Regions from separate parts of the Mus musculus genome. Here regions 2 and 3 are each linked to region 1. A link is a contact called in public Micro-C and promoter capture Hi-C data. All regions are on one chromosome and are shown on one strand. The core of a region is the stretch at or near the end of the contact, and the rest is flanking DNA. Distances in the headings are between cores, read along the strand shown. Region 1 holds the start of Ubc (ubiquitin C). Region 2 holds the start of Rabgef1 (RAB guanine nucleotide exchange factor (GEF) 1). Region 3 holds the start of Ran (RAN, member RAS oncogene family).

Region 1 (4,712 bases), core at 1,251-3,750:
CACTGGGCTCGACCTCCAGGGTGATGGTCTTGCCTGTCAGGGTCTTCACAAAGATCTGCATGCCACCTCTGAGGCGAAGGACCAGGTGCAGGGTGGACTCTTTCTGGATGTTGTAGTCTGACAGGGTGCGGCCATCTTCCAGCTGCTTGCCTGCAAAGATCAGCCTCTGCTGGTCAGGGGGGATGCCCTCCTTGTCCTGGATCTTTGCCTTGACATTCTCTATGGTGTCACTGGGCTCGACCTCCAGGGTGATGGTCTTGCCTGTCAGGGTCTTCACAAAGATCTGCATCCCACCTCTGAGGCGAAGGACCAGGTGCAGGGTGGACTCTTTCTGGATGTTGTAGTCTGACAGGGTGCGGCCATCTTCCAGCTGCTTGCCTGCAAAGATCAGCCTCTGCTGGTCAGGGGGGATGCCCTCCTTGTCCTGGATCTTTGCCTTGACATTCTCTATGGTGTCACTGGGCTCGACCTCCAGGGTGATGGTCTTGCCTGTCAGGGTCTTCACAAAGATCTGCATGCCACCTCTGAGGCGAAGGACCAGGTGCAGGGTGGACTCTTTCTGGATGTTGTAGTCTGACAGGGTGCGGCCATCTTCCAGCTGCTTGCCTGCAAAGATCAGCCTCTGCTGGTCAGGGGGGATGCCCTCCTTGTCCTGGATCTTTGCCTTGACATTCTCAATGGTGTCACTGGGCTCGACCTCCAGGGTGATGGTCTTACCAGTTAAGGTTTTCACAAAGATCTGCATCGTCTGTCACAAAATATACAAAACAATTCACAGGTCAGGAATGACACAAATATTTGTGGGATGGCATCAACATTTGTCAACTGGATGCTATAAGTCTAAATAGCAAGGTCTATCTACACAGATTCTGTCTTGAATCCAATCCCCCCACCCCGAAAAACCATCAAGAAAATAAGATTGTTGACTAACAAAGTTAAGAAACCTCGGCATGGTGAGTCTTTTTGTATTACCAAATTTACAGGATGGAGACTTCAGTATACCAACAGCTGAAAGTCAATTTCTGTCTATTTGAACAGTTTGCAGAAAAGCCTGACCTCTGGGAGGTTATGAAACCACAGCAGTCCCGGATTCAGTTTCAGAATGGTAATATAGCAAGTTACTACTGCAAAACTAAGTCTGAGCCCATGCCTATCGCTGACCTCAGCACTGGGGACACTGAGGTGGGCAGATCTCTAACTGGAAGGTCAGCCAGAGACAGTGTAATCCTGCCTCAACTCTCCTTCCCCCAAAAGAACACCAAACTTTTGTCTGAACGATTAAAATTAGTCTGGAGTGGTGGTACTGGCCTTGGACCTCATCACATGGGGTGGTAGAGGCAGAGATTTTGACAGTTTAAAAAAAAACACCCTTGTCGCAGGACAATGGTGGTGCCTTTCGTCCCAACACTTGGGAGGCAGAGGCAGGAGGATTTCTGGGTTCGAGGCCAGCCTGATCTACAGAGTGAGATGCGGGACAGCCAGGACTACATAGAGAAACCGTCTCGAACCCCCCCCCCAAAAGTTTCAGTAGTCATAGTTGTACAGCGACATTCTTAAAACGAAACAGGACAAGAATGGCTCACATTTCCCCTCTGAATTTCCGGTTCCTGTTTACTCTGGAGAGGCTACCGGAGGCCGAGACCCAAACCCTGTCCTACAACCGAGGGAAAGCTAAAGTCAAGATAGTGACGTCACTATCCATTAGGAGGCCACGCAACCCGCGACGTCACAGGGGGCGGCAGGCCAGGCAGGCTGAACCGCCGCCCAACCCCCTTCCGGTCTCGATCGCACTTCCGTCTTTCAGCAAACGAACGGACGAACGCCGGGCCAATCGACCTCTCGGGCCAGCCCAATATCCACGGCTCTCACAGCAGAGGCTCCTACGGCGCGCAACCCTAATTCAGTCCCCACCCCACAGTCTCCGACGTCCCCGGCTTAACCGGAGGGCAGCGGCCTCGCGGGCCTTTTTCCTCCCCCAACCTCGTCCTGCGCGTCAGAGCCCCGCGTCTTCCCCCTCAGGCTTCCATCTGGCCGCCATCTTGCCGCCCAGTCCTCTGCCTCGGGGCAGCCGCGGTCCGCGCGGGCCACGGAAACCAAACGTCTGGGCCGCGGGGCTGCCTCTCGCCCCGTCTCGCCTCCAGCCTCCCGTCCCCGACCGGGTGCGGCGGCTTTCTCCTCACCAGCGGTGGTGGCGGCAGTCCTCACACAGCAGACGGAACTCGCAGTCTCCACGGAACTAGCTGCGGCACGCCCGGCGTCTCTTTATATAGTCACCGAAGCCCCGCCCCCCCCCTTCCGCGCGGTCCCTCCGCGGGCAATGCGGTCAGGGACTACTTTGTAACGCCGGGTCCAGTCTCGGCAGCGAAAGCGACAGGCTAAAACTATCAAGGTACCTCTCTCACGGAGTTGTTTCACGGTGGCGTCCAGAGATTGAGGGGCTTTGTGTGGGAGGGCAGGGCTGTGACCTCGGGCGACTCCGCGGAGGGATCAGCGCGCGTGAGACGATCGGCACGAAAACACGGCTGGGATCACTGAGGCCGGAGCGGGCCTTGGCGCAGGCGCCCTGCGGCTTCGCGGCCTGGCGCCCCTAGTCAGGCCACCACCCCCCACCCCCCCTGTTTTCTTTCCGCGCTAGGGGGACCCAGGGCTTTGGCTCCTGTCACACTGGGATCCCATTGGTGACCTCGCCTCCTCAATCCCCTCATCCCCGGCGGGTCACTATGCCCAGCCCTCACTGTTTTGGCACAGTGACAGGGTGGATGACTGTGCAAATCTCCTAACAAGGAAAATGACAAAGGGTTTTTAATAAATTTAAAAAAAAAAAATACGAAGGAGGGAATCTCTCCCCGATTTGGAAAAACGAATCTGAGTTTGTCAAGGAAAGCAGACAGTCTACACAGTTCTTGAAAACTGTTGGCATTAGATCTGAAGCCCAGCAGAACCTGATCTTTCCAGATTTTTCCTAAACCTTGTGTCCTTGGATTCGAGAAGGTTCTATGTTTTCTATGTGCTTGTCACTAAGTAAAGGTCAAAATTTCCAAATGTTGTTCATATTTGTTGTTCATATTCTGAGACTGAACCCACTGAAGCCCTGATTTTTAAATTTTTGTTGTTCAGATGGGGGTTTCTCTGTGTAGCCCTGCCTGTCCTGGAATATGCTATGTAGACCAGGCTGGTCTCAAGTTTATATAGGTCCTCCTGCCTCTGCCTCCCAAGTATGGTCTACAGATCAAGTTCCAGAATGGCCAGGGCTACACTTGACTTGAAAAACCAAAAACCAAACAAAAAACCCCCACAAAAACAAAAAAGCACAAATGTGCACGTGTAGTACAATGTTCAGATTACAGCAAGCATATATCCCACTTATACGAATCAAATTATTCAGGGTTTTTTTTGTTTTGTTTTGTTTTGTTTTTTTTTTTTTGGTTTTTTGAGACAGGGTTTCTCTGTGTAGCCCTGACTGTCCTGGAACTCACTTTGTAGACCAGGCTGGCCCCGAACTCAGAAATCCACCTGCCTCTGCCTCCAAAGTGCTGGGATTAAAGGCCTGCGCCACCACTGCCCAGCTCAGGTTTTTGAAATGTAAGGCCTAAGACCTTAGAAGGTAAGAATTGAATCCCTGATGGGGAGAGATGGCTCCCCAGTAGGAACAGGTCTTTTTCCAGAGTACATGAATTCAATACCCAGCAACCCTGTCAGGCAGCTAGCTTGTGACTCCAGCTTCAGGAGGGTCCAATGTCCCTAGGGACACTTTCACATACATGTGGCACACACTTAGATGGACACACACTATTAAATGCCTTTAATCTCAGCATTTTTTGAGTTTTTTTGAGACAGGGTTCCTATATGTAGCCCTGGCTGCCCTGGGACTCATGACATAGATCAGGCTGGGTTCTAACTTGCAGTTGATACTCCTGCCTCTACCACCCAGACGCTGAGAATTCAGGCCTGTCTGGCTCCCTGGTTTAGGAATTCATAAACATTCAAGATCAGAGGTATTGTTCAAAATATACTTTAACTGCAGGTGTTGTTCAGAATAGACTTAATTTTCTGTGATTTTTTTCCATGAATCGAGGTCATATGCCACTATAAAATTAAAATGTCATTCTCCGGGTTTCTGGGAAGCCACAGTGATTTCTGAGGCAGAGTTCTGGGCAGGTCAGTTCTTTCTAGAATTCAGACAGAAGTTTGAGGAAGGGAAGAAAACACTGAAGTTGGTTCTAAAGTGATTCTGGCTTCCGGCCACACCATGCTATATTTGGCTGTCGCTTTGCTTCAGCCTCGTGATTCCTGGTTCTTGGCTGAGTCACCAGCTTTGTGGCATCAGGTTTTTTTCCAGAGTCTAGAAGATTCAGAGCCAGGCAGCCTTGATTTTAGAAGTAGGGGTGGGGGTAGGGGCGAGGAAGAAGCAAAGCTTGAGCCCTGGACCTGGCCAAGGTGAGCTTGAAAGGAAGAGATCCTCAAGGCTCTGGGGTAAGGAAGAAAGTACCTAGTGTAGAAGAACTACATGACCTAATGTCCAACAACCATGATGAAAATGCATATCATACTGAAACCTATTGCTACATGTAAGTAATGAATGCTACTTTCTGTCAAGAGAAGAAAGTATTTTTGGCTCAAAGGATAAATTCTCTGAAAATCGACACATGGATTTTGTTTGTTTGTTTGTTTGTTTATTTTAGTTTTAGTTTTGAGACAGGGTTTCCTCTGTG
Region 2 (4,712 bases), core at 1,436-3,935, 4.8 Mb after region 1:
TGGGATTCTAAGCATGTGCCATCAGATCTGTGAACTTTTTATATAAAGTCACTGAGCCAGCCATACGTGAACACAACTGCTGAACACATTGGTGGGGCTTAACAGAGAGGGAGTTAGGACAAAGTCAGGGAAGCTCTGCTGTAGGCTTCACATGCTATCTGTTGACATTCTCGGCTTGTGGATTGGTGGACACCACCGTTGGAATGTAAGAATGCATTCCAAAGATTTTTCCGGCTGGCCAGAAGGATGTTAAGTCAGAGACAGAATGAGTCTTAAACGGATATTCAACGGACCTAAAGACAGTCTGAGATATGGCTCTATAACATTCCAACTCTCCAAAACCAGTCTACAGAATCTTTAACACAAGGGTGGGTTTTTAGAGAACTTCACAAGGTAGACAACACTTATCTGCTGCCTCTAGCAGTCTTGAAGTGGGAACTAAGACTAGCTTCTGTTCATGCCTTCACTATTAATGCTGTGTAACACTGGCTAACTTAGCCGGGTGTGGTGGCGCATGTCTTTAATCCCAGCACTCGGGAGGCAGAGGCAGGCGGATTTCTGAGTTCGAGGTGAGCCTGGTCTACAAAGTGAGTTCCAGGACAGCCAGGGCTATTCAGAGAAACCCTGTCTCAAAAACAAACAAACAAACTCCAAAAACAAACAAACAAAACCAAAAAAACCCACTGACTAACTTATTTAATTTTTAGGTCTCAGCTATACCCCAATTTTTTTTTTTTTTAATTCTGATGATTGAACCTAGGTCCTCCAGAAGAAAGAGCTAGCCTTCTGTAGGTAGGAAAGGAAAAGGGCTCAGGGTGGAACTGCCCATAGTTCACACATATTTCTGTGAAAATATGTATCTATGTTTTAAATGAATGCTAAGAGTTCAAGCAGCGAGGCCAAGAACACCAGGGATGAGAAACAAAGATGTCTGCAATCCGGTTTGAGATAACCTGATGAAGCAAGCTCCCGGGCAGTTGGCACCAACCTGACTGTCCAGCTATCTTTCACTGATGCCAAAAGCTTTCCCCCCTTCAGTAGTAAATGTACAGGAGAGGCTTCCTCATGTTTCCTTACATTATGATTATTGTGTGTGGATGCCATGATACTTACATGGAGGTGAGTGGGCATCTTTGTTAGTTGGGTCTCTCCTTCTACTTTTTGTTGAAACCATTTATTTATTTTACGTACATTGGTATTTTGACTGCATGTGTGTCTGTGTGAGGGTATTGGATCCTCTGCAACTGGAGTTGCAGACAGTTGTGAGCTGCCATGTGGGTGCTGGGAATCGAACCCAGCTCCTCTGAAAGAGCAACCACCGTTCTTAACCACTGAGTCATCTCTCCATCCCCTCCTTCTTTTTTTTGTCAGGTCAGTTCCAGGATTTGGATTTAGGTTGTCAAGCCTGAATGGGAAACCTTTTACACACTGAAACATCTCTCTGGCCCTCTTTACTTGTAATCCTCTTTCATAAAACTCGCTTTCACCTCATTTGTCTGTGTCTTTCTTTAATCTTCATAGACCTTAAACATCCAACTTGGAGCCACTTCCCTAGGCCAACCTGACCCTGTCTGGCACCCTACAGCCTTGTGCCAAGCACAGCTGGGTCATGAAAGATCCTTTTATTCTCACAACTCCTGCATCATCATGTGCTCTCATTATAAAGCTATACCCCACAACCTTCCTTATATTTGCCCAGGCCAAGAACACTAGAGATGGGAACTCCTGAACTTCCTGTCTCCACCTAGCCAGGCTGGGATCACAGCCTAGTTGCTATTGGACCAATTTCCTTAAGATTCTCCTAAATTGAATCAGTTTCAAGTCCTGCTCTTAAAAAGAGCAAGCCAGGAGTGTTCATTTCTGTGGGCCATCTGCCCAGGTGACCAGGTTCTTTCTATGGACGAGTGCCCAGGAGTGAAAAACAAAATAGCAGAGTCAGAAAAGGTGAAAACAGGCATTTATTGAGACAGGGGTTAAAAAAAAAATTCTGCTGGGAACAGTGTTTTGTTTTTGTTTTTTGTTTTTTCCAGAGCTGAGAGCCAGTCTCACGGACTCTGGGTTGCTCATTTGTAGGGTTCATTCTGAATTCTCTCCTCCCCTATCCTATAACTTCATCTCCTCCACCCCGACGGTTCTTGGCCCAGGGAGATAACAAAAGCTAGTGAGGTGGCATGTCAACTGTCCAGTGGGAGCGTTATCTATCTTTACAGACAGGCAGTCATGTGCTAAACTTTTCCCTCTCGATCTTTTTCCTGACTATCTATTCCCTGCTAACTGCTCACTAGGGGAAAGGTGTGTTTGTATTTCCTTCTGGCGGCCGCATTCGCTAAGCGCTGGGAGATGTCTCCTGGTCCCAGACTTTGATGTCCCGTTTCGTGTATGGCTGTCCTCGGGGCTCCTTGTCGCCCTCAGGCTAATGCAAGCAGAAGCTGGTAGACGGAATGAGGAATGACAGGGGAAACCGCGGCTTCTCGCGAGTCACAGACACGTCAGCGAGGGCCTCACGGTCACTCGGTGTCCCCTGCCCTCAGGGACTGCCCCTTCGGGTGGACAGCCTCCGGAGCGTTGCAATCTTTTCCGGCCAGCCGCCAGCCAGTCCCCGGAAGTCCGAAGCGTCACGGAAATGACGCCACGCGTACGCACCGCGCGCGTGCTCGCGGTGCCGGGGGCGGGGCGTGCGGGGGCAGGGGCGGGGCAGGGAGCCGAGTGACTGAAGGGGCGCTGGGAGCGGCGGTCGGACGCCGGCGGAGCCGCGGAGCAGGTTCGGAGGGACGGGGGCTCCGGAGGCGCGTTCCCACACGGAGCGGGGCGGCGGCGGCGGTGTCCGGCCGCGCGCTGACCGGGGCCGCTCCGTTCCGCCTCTCAGCCGGGAGGGCGGGCGGGCGCATAGGGCCAGGCCGCCGGAGCTCTGCTGCTGCTCTCGGCCTCTCCAGCTCGGCCGAGTTCTTCCCAGCTCGGCGGGACTCGGGCTCCCGGGAGGACACGCTCCCCGGTCGTCGGCTGCCGCTCCGATCCTGTCCGAGTCCGGAGTTGTGGTTGCAGCCGGGCGGGTCCCATCCGGAGCCCGCGTGGGTCCCGGGGCTGGTGCGGCTGCTGTGGCGCGGGGTTTTGAATACTCGTCCCAGGTGCTAGAGGCCAAGGTTATGGGTGTCTCTGAATGAGAAGTCCTGAAGCTGAGGCAGGAGGATTGCCGCGAGTTTTGAGGTCAGCCCTCTGCCACTGAGGAAGACCCTTTTATGGAAAATAATAATAAAGGCAGTCCCTGATTCCGAGCTGTCTGGAAGGGAGAGCCAAGGGGATGTCCTTCCATCCCTTCGCGGAAGTTGGCTCCATAGAGGGAAGCGCCTTGGAGACTAGGTCATTGGCAGCTGGCTGTGTCTCAGAGCTGATGACCAACCTCTGTGGTTGGGAAATGTGTTGCTGGATGTGGTAGGCTCGGTCTGTCTGTGGAGTTTAGATGTGACACTGGCATAAGTTTTACAGCGTCACCTAGTTTTGTGGTAAGAGCCCCTATGGTCCCCCCACCCCCTGCCACCTCCTGGAAGTTAACTGTTGGGTCTTTTAACCTACAAACCTAGAATTACTTTTCAAAGGAAGACCCAATTAGTCACCCACTTCTGACATCCCAGTATTTGGAAATTGAGTCAGGAACAACAGTCTTGGGAGTTTTGACGTCAACGGGGCTATGTAGTGAGTTTGAGGCCAGCCTATACTACAGAGTAATATTCGATCCTCCCGCCCACCAGAGTCGCAGTTAAAAGAAAGAAGAGGCTAAAATAAAATGGTCTTGTCAAGCTTGTTACTGGGCGGTGGTGGCGGTGGCTCACACCTTTAATACCAGAATGCTGGAGGCAGAGACAGATCTCTATGAGTTTGAACAGGCCTGGTCTACAGAGTGAGTTCCAGGACAGTCCAGGCTACATAGACTGTTTTGGGGGGAGAAGAAGCTTGCTTGTTACTTGGTGATGACTGACTTTAAGGTTTACACATGTTAGATAGGGGCTGTTTAACTGAGCTACAGTCCCAGTTTCTATTCAGCCTCTGAGAGTTACTGTTTGGGGGGATTATTTATTTATTTTGATTTGTGTGTTTATTTTGGGGGACAGGGTCTCGCAATACAGCTTTGGCTGTGTAGATCAGGCGATCAGGCAAGACTCTGAACTTGGAGCATTCCGCCTGCCTAGGCCTCTCAAGTGGTGAGATTGCGGGTGTGGACCACTGCCTTGCCTGTCTTTTCTTTTGGTATGTGTGTTCACAGTGTGTGCATGTGGAGGCCAGAGGTTAGCAAATGTTAGCTATTTTCCTTGGTGTCATACTAGCCTTGACTTTCATTGAGACAGGCTCTTAGTGAACCTGGAGCTGGATTCACCTAGACTACTACTAGCTAGCCCACAAGCTACAGGGAACATTTTTTTGGTGTGGGGACTGGGGACCTGGTTCAGGTTCTCATGCTTGTGTGGCAAGTACTTTATTTTTGCCATTTATTTTGCCCCAGCCCCCCCTTTTGCCTTTGATGAAATGAAGTTGGAGTTTATTAAGAAACAGTTTTATTATAGAATTAAACCCCGGCTTTAAGGAAGAGAGAGACACTTTAAAGGACAGTATACCTCCAAGACATGTGTGTAAACTTCTTAAGAGTCTCCAAGATTTAGTGGTTCCTGATCAAAGGGTTAAGGTGCAGCCAGGATTTGAATCTTTACTTGCTTACAACA
Region 3 (4,712 bases), core at 716-3,215, 3.6 Mb after region 1:
CATAGTAGGATGGTATGGCTTCGGTCTCATTCCATGGTGGTGGGAGCTCACACTACAGGATATACTCTTTAAGGCTGACACCCCACCCCCCACCCCCCAGTCACTCACTAGGTCACAAGTCTAAAACAGCATGGTTGGTGGGGGATGAAATATCCAACACAGGAGAGATCTCAAATTCAAATTATACTAAAGATTTGGGGTTTTAGAAGAAAATACAATTAGCTATTTTTCTCATCGCTAGACAAAAATACTTGATAAAAAGCAACTTTTGGCTAGTTTCTTTTTGGCTCACAATTCCAATGGTACAATTTATTACATCTGCAGAAGATGGAAGGCATAATGGTGAGAGTGTGAGGTGGCTGGTTACATTGTATCCACAGTCAGGAAGCAGAGAGACCGATGCTGGTCTCCATTTTGTTCAGTCTAGGGTACTGCCCAGGTTCAGTTAAACCTCTCTGTGAGTACAAGAGACACACCCTTCACAACCCTAAATCCAGTAGACTAACCATCACAAGCTACAATCCCTTCCGCAACAGCAACTTTCCCCCCAAGGCTGTACAAATAGCCTGTCTATAGCTGTCTCCCGACCAACACCCACACCCCCAGTACTCATACATGTTAAGTTTTAAAGTTCAGGCTAAGAATAGGTTTGCAGTTCACGTTGGATGGCAAAGAAAATGCTGTAAACCAGGCAGCAGTGGGCAGTCCAGACAGTGCTTGCAGGGAGAGCTGCGCCTATGCCCGCTTGAGTGTATTCTCTTGTTTCCCTCGGCTTCTTAGGATGAGGTTCTTTGTAAGTTCTAAGCGTGGGCCAGTTAGTAACACAAACCAGGCCACCAGATGATGCGGTTCGGCAGGCTGGTTGCCAGGACAAGTAAGTTCATGATAAGTTTTCTCGGGGAGAGGGTCACTGGTGATGTCACCACCCAGCACCAGGTGCTACATTGTATCAACAATCTACCAAACTGGAACTAGGCGGGTTGACCGTTTTTCTCCTAAACTCTGTTTGATCTCCACCTCCTGTTATATCCTCTATTGAATACAGCTCACAGCATAGCCCCTTGTAGCCGACTTGTTACATATACTCCAAAATATAGTAACTTTGTATTTATATAAATATGTAACTGACGTTCCATTAAACATACTATGTTAACGTTATGTTATAGTTTTTGTGCACACTTTCCCACCTGTCTTCTACCTAAGTTGCCCAGGCTAGCCTTGGAACCCTAAGGCCTGTGCTGGCTCCTTTTAGATTGCATAGTACAAAGTAACAGCAGGGCCCCCAAGCTCTGGTCATCAGAGATACATTTTCCATTTCCCCAGCAGCATCTGTATTTGCTGGTCAATTGCTGCTCAGGAGGGAGCCAGGGTAGGGTATCTTCTGCGAGACAGATTACTCAGACCACGCAACAGAGGAAGGGCCCTGGGATGCTGAACGCCTGGACTAACTGCATCCGGTCCCATCCTCCCAGGAAGGCCAGGCCGTGTCCATGCCGGGCACGCATGGCTGACGCAAGCCGGGCCTCGGGCGCGCGCACCCTCATTCATTCCCTCCATTCATTCTGCAGACGGCGGCCGCGCACACTTAGCGATCGCCCGCCCGCGAGATCCCCGGTGCCTGTGGACACAGGACTTGGGGACGAAGGTCGGGCGGTGCCCGCTGAGCGGCAGCGAGCGACCGAGAAGCAGCACCCGCCTTTCCCGCCCACGAGGCCCCTGGCTAGGCCGCCGCCCGCGTAACGCGCGGCCTCCCGCAGCCAGCGCATGCGCGTGGCAGCCCGCGCTCAGCGCCGGCTCCCGCGGGCCCTTCACGGTCCGCGTGCGTGCGCGTCCCCGCTCGGCCGGCCCACGTGACCCGCCGCCCCTCTCCCGCCCTGGGCGCTCCGAGGGCCCCCGGCCGAGTCGGACGGCTCCAGCGGACGTGCGCGTGCACGCGCGCCGCGTGGTTGGGCGCGGCGCCGTTGCTCCGCCCTCTCCCGGCTCCTCCCCCCCTCCGCGCGCCGGCGTCCGCTGCGTCTCCGGCATTTGAATCGCGCTTCCGCCATCTTTCCAGCTCCAGTCGGACAGGCGCGGAGACTCTTCTGGAAGGTAGCGTCGAGGCCGGGAGGGTGCGGGCGCGGGCGCGGGCGGTGACCGGAGGGTTTGGGTGTCCTTCGGGTGGGCGCGGGGCGGCGCTGGCGACGAGGCGAGGCGAGGCGGACGGGCAGCGCCCTGGGCTTTTTCAGCCCGCTTCCCTTCCCCCCACCGTCTCACGCCGCGTCCCCGCCTTCCCGCGCGCTCTTCCCGGCCGCGGCCTTTGTGGGGCGCACGTGCCGCAGCCGCTCTCTCTCCCCGCAGGATCCGCCGCGATGGCCGCCCAGGGAGAGCCGCAGGTCCAGTTCAAGGTGCGTGTGCGGCCGCACGGGGGCCCTCGGAGGGCGAGCGAGCGGGGAGGTCGGGAGGGGACGGCATGGCGGGGACCGCTCACGCCGCCGCCTCGTCTCTTGAATCTAGCTCGTCCTGGTGGGCGACGGCGGCACCGGGAAGACAACCTTCGTGAAGCGCCACTTGACGGGCGAGTTTGAGAAGAAGTATGTAGGTAGGTGCGGCCGGGGGTGCTTCACGGCAGCGAGGCCTCCGGGGGAAGGCGGCGGGCAGTGCACGGCTGACCCCTTCTGCCGCCCTGTTCCCCGCAGCCACCCTGGGCGTGGAGGTGCACCCGCTCGTCTTCCATACCAACAGAGGACCCATCAAGTTCAACGTGTGGGACACGGCCGGCCAGGAGAAGTTCGGGGGCCTGCGCGATGGCTACTACATCCAAGGTGAGGGGGGCCTTGCGGAAGTGGGCCCAGGCCCTCGGACATGTGCTTGGGGTATGAGCCGGAGAGCCAGCCGTTGCCGGGTGACTAAGGAGAGGGGACAGAAATCTCTTGGAGGGAGGCGACCTGGTTGGAGTGGATAGGAGATTTTTTTTTTCTTTTATAAGAATCGTCCGTGGTGTCGTTTGATCATATGCTGTGTCATGCTAGGCATTGATTTGGGGCAAACTGTGTGGCTTCAGAACTTAGTAGGAGACTAAGCTATTGGGAAAGCTCCCGGGTCACTTTTTGGTTTTCGAAACTTGAATTAAGGGCTACACGCAGTAGCTTACCCGTGATTATTCCCATCATTAAAATAAGTAGTGAGCATTTGCCCCAAGATACTAAACCTCTAGCCCCTCCTGGAGCCAGGCCCTCTCTCACACGTGAAACCTGCCGCCTCATGGAAACTGTACTTTTACTTTTCTCCTTGAAAGTAATCGAAAAAGCTTAGTGGGGAAAGAGTCTGTTGGTGTTTAAAGACGAATGAATATCCTTGTGATCTTACTAGCATGATGAGAAAATTCGTTCTTTGGCTTCTTCGCATGTAAAGGCAAAGGGGTGTTTATAACCGGGGTTAACTTTTTAACCAAAAAAATGGGGATGCTCACGTGCTTCCTCTTAAACTGTATCCTCACCATCCCTGCAGGGTAGGTTATAGAAACCTGGGCTCAGATTTTAGAAGACTGGTGTTTGAACTTTGATGAACTTTGATGGGCCAGCAGTTGGTAGTTAGTGATTAGGTGCCTTGAGGAGAAGAAGGTAGTTGATAGAGTGAATTGGTCTTGACTTTTGGAGTTTTCATTTGAAGAGGAATTGGAGTCAGTGTGCCATGTTTTACCATCTAACTTTTTAGTGGGGGACAGGGAGGACTTTTGAATGGAGTGGGTTGATGGGTGATCCAGAGTCAGGCCCAAGATGATGACTGAGTCCTGCAGTAGACTAAGACACTCTACTGTCTCCAATGTTTTTCAGCCCAGTGTGCCATTATAATGTTTGATGTAACCTCAAGAGTTACTTACAAGAATGTACCTAACTGGCATAGAGATCTGGTACGAGTGTGTGAAAACATCCCCATTGTATTGTGTGGCAACAAAGTGGATATTAAAGACAGGAAAGTGAAGGCAAAATCTATTGTCTTCCACCGGAAGAAGAATCTTCAGGTACGTTCTAATTTCTCGGTTCATTCTTAGAGAAGATTGTATATAAGGTACCCGTATATGTTCTATATTAAAAATTGGTCAGAGGGTTTTAATGTGGATTATAAAATGTCTTTGTTTAGAATGTCCTGGAATGGAGATTATTAATAGAATCATTAAGCATACATTCCTTTTTCTTTTAAAACAGTACTATGACATTTCTGCCAAAAGTAACTACAACTTTGAAAAGCCTTTCCTCTGGCTTGCCAGAAAGCTCATTGGAGATCCTAACTTGGAGTTTGTTGCCATGCCTGCTCTTGCCCCACCTGAGGTGGTCATGGACCCAGCTTTGGCAGCACAGTACGAGCATGATTTAGAGGTATTTGTTCTTTTTTTACAGTGTTTTGTTTTCGTGTGTGTGTGTGCACTTTGCCTAGTTTCTGCAGAGGTTGGCATTGGATCTGCCCAGACATGTGGGGTGCTAGGAATCAAGCTCCGGTCATTAGAAGAGCTGGCTGTGCGCACTTAACCAGTCCTGGTGGTGCTCGGCCTGACTTGGTAATGGTAGTTCTGATCTGCACTGTTTTGTTTTTGTTTGTTGCTCCAGGTTGCTCAGACGACTGCTCTCCCAGATGAGGATGATGACCTGTGAGAAAGTGAAGCTGGAGCCCTGCGTCAGAAGTCTAGTTTTATAGGCAACTGTCCTGTGATGTCAGCGGTGCAGCGCGTGTGCCAC

What was found. Promoter capture Hi-C pulls out the DNA fragments that hold promoters and counts their contacts. Hi-C and Micro-C count contacts between places; a contact is called where the count stands out from the background.
Region 2: a contact with region 1 is called in a promoter capture Hi-C map of cranial neural crest. The contact joins the promoter of Rabgef1 here to the promoter of Ubc in region 1. A contact is called at or near these places in 1 of 39 promoter capture datasets (cranial neural crest) and 1 of 484 Hi-C or Micro-C datasets (B cells).
Region 3: a Micro-C map of embryonic stem cells shows a contact between it and region 1, with 5 times the contacts expected there. The contact joins the promoter of Ran here to the promoter of Ubc in region 1. A contact is called at or near these places in 2 of 39 promoter capture datasets (cranial neural crest and frontonasal cranial neural crest) and 3 of 484 Hi-C or Micro-C datasets (the G1E-ER4 cell line, embryonic stem cells and pro-B cells).

What each region holds. Positions count from the first base shown.
Region 1 is chr5:125,387,517-125,392,228 of GRCm38.p6, forward strand. Ubc (ubiquitin C) reads right to left here and starts at 2,501. Exons shown (of 2, transcript NM_019639.4): 1 at 2,394-2,501; 2 at 1-748. The coding sequence starts at 745.
Region 2 is chr5:130,169,134-130,173,845 of GRCm38.p6, forward strand. Rabgef1 (RAB guanine nucleotide exchange factor (GEF) 1) reads left to right here and starts at 2,686. Exons shown (of 9, transcript NM_001199059.1): 1 at 2,686-2,761.
Region 3 is chr5:129,018,191-129,022,902 of GRCm38.p6, forward strand. Ran (RAN, member RAS oncogene family) reads left to right here and starts at 1,966. Exons shown (of 7, transcript NM_009391.3): 1 at 1,966-2,088; 2 at 2,338-2,384; 3 at 2,494-2,578; 4 at 2,676-2,801; 5 at 3,813-4,000; 6 at 4,185-4,355; 7 at 4,584-4,712. The coding sequence starts at 2,349. The coding sequence ends at 4,628.